Regions from separate parts of the Gossypium hirsutum genome. Here region 1 is linked to region 2. The links are chromatin contacts, called in public Hi-C maps. All regions are on one chromosome and are shown on one strand. Each heading gives the region's core, a stretch centred on a gene start, on an enhancer-like site or on the middle of the called end of the contact. The rest is flanking DNA. Distances are from core to core; before and after follow the strand shown.

Region 1 (3,345 bases), core at 450-2,949, 140 kb before region 2:
TTTATAGCTCAGACCGCAAAAATATTTAGCTCGATTTAGTAAAAGGAGCGAAATGCACTTGAAACCATTGATCAATAGCCCATCTTTTATTTGACACACTTAATGTTGGTAGCCACAGGACACAAGATTACAAAGTGGAGTACGCAATGTGTGAATACAGTAAACAAGATTATATGCATTAGAAAAGCAGAACAAGCACCTTCTAACACCACCCAGAGCCATTCCTGTAATTGCTTCTTCGAATGCTGGAATCACCTGAATAATTGATAAGGAGAAAATCTTATTTTGAAGGTTTCATCTTTATATTTGTATCTCAATATAATATTGTACTTTGGATGTGGCTTATAAATTTAAAAAGGAAGAAAAAGTACTAATTGAGAGACCTTAGACAATCATAAATCCTTAAAACTAAATTATTAGCTTAGATCACAAAAACAAGAAAAAGGTGAGTTAGAACTATATTATCTTTAACATTCATGAGTTGTATGGAGAACACTATTATCTGATTCAGCAAAACCAACTACTCACTTCTTGGGATTCAAGTCTAAATTTGAAGAAGTCTTTGTCATCTCCCTGCATGTTTTAAACCCAGATAATATCATGAAATAATCAACTAATTTAAAATGACATGCAGAATTAGGACGGGAAGCGTTATGTACAACAAAGGAACCGCCTTTGGTCTTGTTTCGAGCTTCAAATATGCGGCCATAATACCCTATAGTGTAACCATCCCAATCAACCTACAGTATATAGTTCGTAGCCCATAAACTGCTTGAAATAGCTTAGGCAAAAATAACAAAAACAATAATAGTTGCGCACTAAATTTGAAGGTATTAAGTTTTGACATAAACATTTGAAAATTGATGCTTACCACTACTGTATCTCCCATCTTCGGTGTAGGGCCATTCCCGACCCGCAAGTCCTACATTCTCATTGGAATTTTTATCAAGATAAGAACATATACACCAATTAAAAACTAAAATTAACATTGAATGGGATTGTTTCCGTAGCAAAATGACCTTGTACTGAAGACCTGATACTGTTTCAGTGTAATCTGGATACCGCATTTTGGTCTTCCCATAATCCTTTCCCCTAAGTGCTGGCACTGTGCTCCAAATTCCAACAATTTGGATTAGCAAATGAAATGCATAAAATTAAAAATAAAATGGAATGAATCCCTAAGCTAAAAGAAAAAGAAAAGTACTATCAGTAAATCCAGAAGAGGCAGCCATTGCCATCTCAATTTCTCCGTTGGAAGAATCCCAGAGAGCAGGAGCGACTAATCCAACCGCTCCAATTACCATAATTTTCCTTCGCTCGATCCGCTGAGATGGTGGCTGCTGCTGCTGGAGTTGCGCAGAAAGGCATGCTATTGGTCTCTGAAATCAAAGAAGATACATTACGGTTGGGGTTGGATTGGGTGGTCAATAGAAGAAATTAATTACGAGGAAATTGAGGGAGGAGATGACGTACCCTAGTAGAAGCTCTTGCAGTTGCAGAGGATAAGGTAAGGGATTGGGGCAGAAATCCAGTTGCTGAAATCGACGCCATCAAACTAAGTATTCAATTCCGTGACGAAAGCAGGAAAGAAAAGGCGGTGAGACTTTGACGGAGAAAGAAAGAAAGTGCGTCTACTTTGTACGCGGGAAGATAACGGCCTCAGCTTTTTGTGACATTCCTTCTACGGCTGTATGCCCGCTCTCATAATATTTATCCTTTGGATTTTATGGGACACTGGGCTGGGCCGCCACCGGTTTCAAATTGTTTTAGCATGCTGTCAGGTTCTTTTTTTTTTTCGGCCATCAAAATCGAAAATCAAACAACATTTATAAAATCCAAATTAAAATATCATGGTTATCCACATTAAAAATATAATATTTTTTTAAAAATGTTATATAAAAGTTATTGATTTTTTAAAAAAAATCTAAATCCTAAATTTATTATAAACATCAAGAATCGAAGCGAATTATCATAAACGGTTTAAAAAAAATTAAAAATTTCAACCAAATTCAATTCAATTCACCCCTAATTTTAAATTCATTTGTGGAATTCTTTTACTCATTATCATCTATGCTAAATTGGTCTTAAACTTCAAATGATTCTAGTTGAGTCCTTAAAATATCAAAATTATATTTTATCAAGTCTTTCCATCAACTTAATTGTCAATTTAAAGGTAGGTTTGAATAGGCGGTGCAGTTCGTTTAGCTTACTTTTGATCTCACGCTATAATATTTAATCTCACCACTATTAATGTTTTTACACTAACAACTACTAAACGCACTACTCATTCAAATTCACCCTAAATATTAAATAATAGTTTATATTTGATTAGAAGTATATTTAAAACACATAAATTAAATTATAAACATGTTAATATCTACATGAATAATTTGAATTTAATATATGAAAAAACGGACGAAAAATTAACCTTAAAAAAATTATTTTCTTAACAAGCCAAATTTAAGTTACCCACATGATTAAGTACAAGTGTTTATAACTGGATTCGCGAATTTCAAGTTTTAAATATATTTTGCATCAATTTTGAGCTCACAGTTAACGTCTATAACGTCTAAACTAATAAGTATACTAACAAAACAACTCACTTGGTTATAAAAATGATGTCAGTAAAATTAACCCATTTTTATAATTAAATTTTCAAAATACCAAAAAAGAAAATAATTTTTATATAGGTCAACCATTGGAATAAACAAAAACAAAAATAGTACGGTAACATATTCTCCATTTATTCTTTTTTTCTTTTTTCTTTTTGGAAAAACTTCACCAAGGAAAAGAAAAACATTTGACCATAAACGATAGGAGTTGACCAAAATATCACAAATATTTTGGCAAGTTTGATTGCGATTGATTTTCACACCCAAGATTTCTATTACCTTATCCTTTTTAAGGTTTCCTGTTGCTTTAGAACCACATCTGCAACTACATTGATCAGCAGGAGCCATAAAACAAAGCACAAAACAAAAGTTCCATTAAACAAACACTCGCTGCTTCATATTACATAATATTCAACGTCTCACATAACGCTCGCTCACCAACTTTCTTTTACAGCAGGAACCAACACCCGCTTGTTTTTATTGTGTTTGCAGTGACAGCAAATCTAAGAAATCACAAATTTAAGAGTGTTTGCCTTCTCTTGCAATGTGTCGAGAAGGCTGTCAAAGCTCTTCTTGAAAGACTCCACTCCCTCGTCTTCCAGCTGTGAACCGACTTTGCCCCAGTCAATCCCCAACTTCTCAAGTGCACTATAGATGCCTTCAGCTTCAGACACGTTTGCGTCAATCGTCCTTGAAACTGTGCCGTGGTCTATAAAGGCTTGGAGTGCTTGGT
Region 2 (3,487 bases), core at 258-2,757:
GAGAGCCCCATCCACCCTTTGACAAAACTGACCTCGTGGCAAGAAAAACTGGTATATAGGCAGGCTAAGTTCCACCAGTGGCAATGCTAAATAAAAGAAATGTTAGGTTTCTTTCATATAATGGTTTAAGTCATAACTCTATTTCACAAATAGCAAACATGAAATAGGGATTTGAATCCATCATCCATAGGCCACTACAAAAGTGGTCAATTACTAAAATAATGTTTTTCTCAGAATATTACATGGTTGTAATTAAATAATTTCCCTTTAGCAGACGATAAAAACTCAAGGAGTCTTTAGATCCAAGCAAATGAAAGGCCGAAAGACAATATATGATGATTCTCTTATCCAAGTGCCACCATGACTATAAAATCATGGTAAGTAGACAACCTAATGTGAGAAATTTAAACTACAACTTGACCAAGTAGAATGACAGCAGTCAATTGGCCAACCAAGTCATTAGATAGAAAGTAAAAATGTCCAGGTCGCCTGAATCCTGTACTATCCCCTCTTCAGACTCAAGATTAAACTAACCCTTTCTGTGTGCTCAGCTCTGTTAACTGGACTCTTAATTTTCTTTAAAGTATCCGTATCATACAATTGTATCTGGCACATATTTGGACATTGATATGATGGTATGATCTTCCAAACACAGAAAAATATTTGAAGTTGCACATACCCGCATCTAACACCGACCCAGAATCCAGATAACATATTGCATAGTTCTAAACCACTGAACTCGAGTTCACTGATTATACACAATCTAATGCGAGGCTACCACTAAAACCCCTTTAAAAACAGCACATACGGAACTTCAGCAGACACATGCCAGTGGCCATAAAATGGAAGAACCGTTTTGTAAGAGCTACAGGAAAGGGACACACACACACACGCAAAGCAAAGAGGAAAACATTTATCATGAATAGTAAATAATCCTAAGATGAAATCTAAACTAACAGGACATTATACCAAATGAAGTTGAAGTCTATAAGCTATCTTGAGCATGTATGGTTGACTGTGCTATTAATTGTGGGTACGAAATTTGCAACTAATCTCTAAATGTAATAAACTATCAAATGTTAACTTGAACTTGTTCACAACCTTCTTCCACAGTTCATATTTTCCCTATAATTCTAACTACTTCCCAAAACCTAAGTGAAACAATTGAGAGCATAAAGCATGAAGCCGCAAGACAAAAACCCCAGAAGAAGAAAGGTTGGGGCATTAAAAAAAAAAGAAAAAAAAAGGAGAGAAGGATATAAGGACCTGCCAAACGCGATGGAGACGCTTCTTGGCGTTGGCTTTGCGGGTGGAAGTGAGCTTAATTCTCTTCCAAACGAGACCACCAGAGTCGTGCTTCTTCACTATCTCCATCACTCTTGTTCCCCAAAACGCTCCTGCCATCTCTCTCGCCGGTCGCTGCTCCTCTTGCTCTCTTCCTCACTTCTTACCCTATTTTCCAAACTGGGCCTAAAACCCCTGTAAACCCCACCCCTGCTAACACCCACAAAAAATAATGAGCCCAATTTTAAGAAACAAGATTTGGGATAATTCCGTTTTTGGCTCTTATAATTTAACAAATCTTTTAATGTGCCACTTCTATTTTGAAAATATCCATTTTGGCACTTCAACTCTATTTCCATCTATCATTATCTCTAGTGTTAAATTTTGAAATGGTGAACCAATTGTAGTATATAATTTGTCACAATTTCTCAAATTATTTTTTATTAAGATATTAAATAAATTATACTAAAAATATTTTTCAAAAAAAAAATCTTTTGAAATCTTAAATTCCTTCTTACTGAAGTATTTGTTTCAAATTTAAGGAGGATAATGAGGATGAGAGTTGCTATTCCTAATAATTATTAGGGTAAACAATAAATTTAATAGTTTAAATTACATTTTATCATCAAATTTTAAAAATTATAATATAATCATTAATGTTATTTATTATATTTTAATTATTAAATCATTAATTGCCATTAATAGTTTAATGACAAGTTAACATGGCATATGTTATATAAATTTGTTTATGGGCGGGGCCACCCAGCTCGCTCGAAAAGTAGAAGGGTTTGAGTAAAAATATAGGCCTGAAAAATGGGCTTGTGTAAAAAATCATGCTTGTTTAGAAAACGGGTTGGGCCTCATATAAGGCTTTTTTAGCTCGATCCTAGCCCGGCCCCAATATACAAAAAAAATTACTACTTTTTTTTATGTTCTTGTTGTTTTTGTAATTACGTTTTTTGCTATTTTTTTTACTATTTTGCTACCATTTCACTGCTATGTTGCTACTATTTTGTTGTTATTGTTTGTATATTGTATAACTTTTGTTTTATTATTATTTTTGTTACTATTTTAGAGGTATTTGCTTATTAAGTTGCACATATCTTAGTGTTATTTAAATGTACATATTGATTTTTAATTTATTTTCAATTTTTCGAGAAACATTTATTTTAATATTTTTAGTATTTTTGATGTATTATGTTTTTTAAAAATTATATAAAAAATAATATAAAAATAATACGGCTGGGCCTGGCTCAAGTTTCAACATTTTTATTCGGGCCAAGCATGGGCAAATTTTAGGCCCATTTATAGGTTGGGCCTAGCAAATGGGCCCAATTTTTTCATTGGACCCGGCCCAAGCCATGGACACCTCTAATGTTATATCACATTTCAAATAATATTTTTAGGCCAAATTCCATAACTAATCCCTATACTTTTTTTCTTTTTGAAAAATTTAATTATTTTTCTTTTATTTTCCTTTAACTTCCCCTTTTATTTTCTTTATTTTCCCTTCTCTTCCTCTCCCTTTCTTCATTCTTTCTTCTATTTGAGTTTTTTACTATATGGAAAAAATTTAAATAATGAAATTCATAATTTAAATAAAATTTTGGAGGTTTAAATTCTGTCTTGATTAGAGTTGATATTTTAAAAAATTAAATAGTAAATGTAACGTCCCCCTACCCGAGACCATCGCCCGAGTCGAGCAGGAGGCATTACAAAACTTATCTTAGCACTTAAACAGTTTTCGTAGTAAACTATCCATCTGCGTCACGGTCGCTAAAAAAATCATATCTCGAGTTACGAAACTCGAAATCTAATTCCGTAAATTTTTCCTGAAACTAGACTCATATATTTACTTACTAATTTTTTTCTAGAATTTTTGGTCAGGCCAATTAGTACAGTTTATTAGAAAAAGTCTCCCCTGTTTCAGGGTTCGGCTACTCTGACCCTTGTGCACTACGAATCAAATTTCTTCCTGTATAGAAATCCAATGACTATGCCATTTGTTTCAATTAAAAATAGACTCAATAAGGAATCCATTCAAATAAAGTTTGAGTCTTAATTCTTAATACACAATTTATGGTGAATTTCTAAAGTCAGAACAGAGAATCCAGAAATTGTTCTAACCCTGTTTCACCAAAACGTAAATATCTCATAAAATTCATTATAAAACATAAATTTTGAGCTCTATTCAACTTAGTCC

The links. A called contact is a pair of places that touch in the nucleus more often than the background predicts.
Region 1: a contact with region 2 is called in a Hi-C map of leaf, with 3 times the contacts expected there. The contact joins the promoter of LOC121228204 here to the promoter of LOC107898988 in region 2. A contact is called at or near these places in 2 of 34 Hi-C or Micro-C datasets (both in leaf).

The regions. Positions count from the first base shown.
Region 1 is chrA04:81,122,065-81,125,409 of Gossypium_hirsutum_v2.1, reverse strand. It overlaps LOC121228204 (peptidyl-prolyl cis-trans isomerase FKBP19, chloroplastic), which reads right to left and starts at 1,699. Exons shown (of 9, transcript XM_041111483.1): 1 at 1,474-1,699; 2 at 1,205-1,379; 3 at 1,020-1,105; 4 at 872-922; 5 at 529-573; 6 at 200-255. The coding sequence starts at 1,551. It overlaps LOC107898983 (transaldolase), which reads right to left. Exons shown (of 7, transcript XM_016824572.2): 7 at 2,967-3,345. The coding sequence ends at 3,116.
Region 2 is chrA04:80,983,098-80,986,584 of Gossypium_hirsutum_v2.1, reverse strand. LOC107898988 reads right to left here and starts at 1,507. Exons shown (of 2, transcript XM_016824577.2): 1 at 1,267-1,507. The coding sequence starts at 1,404.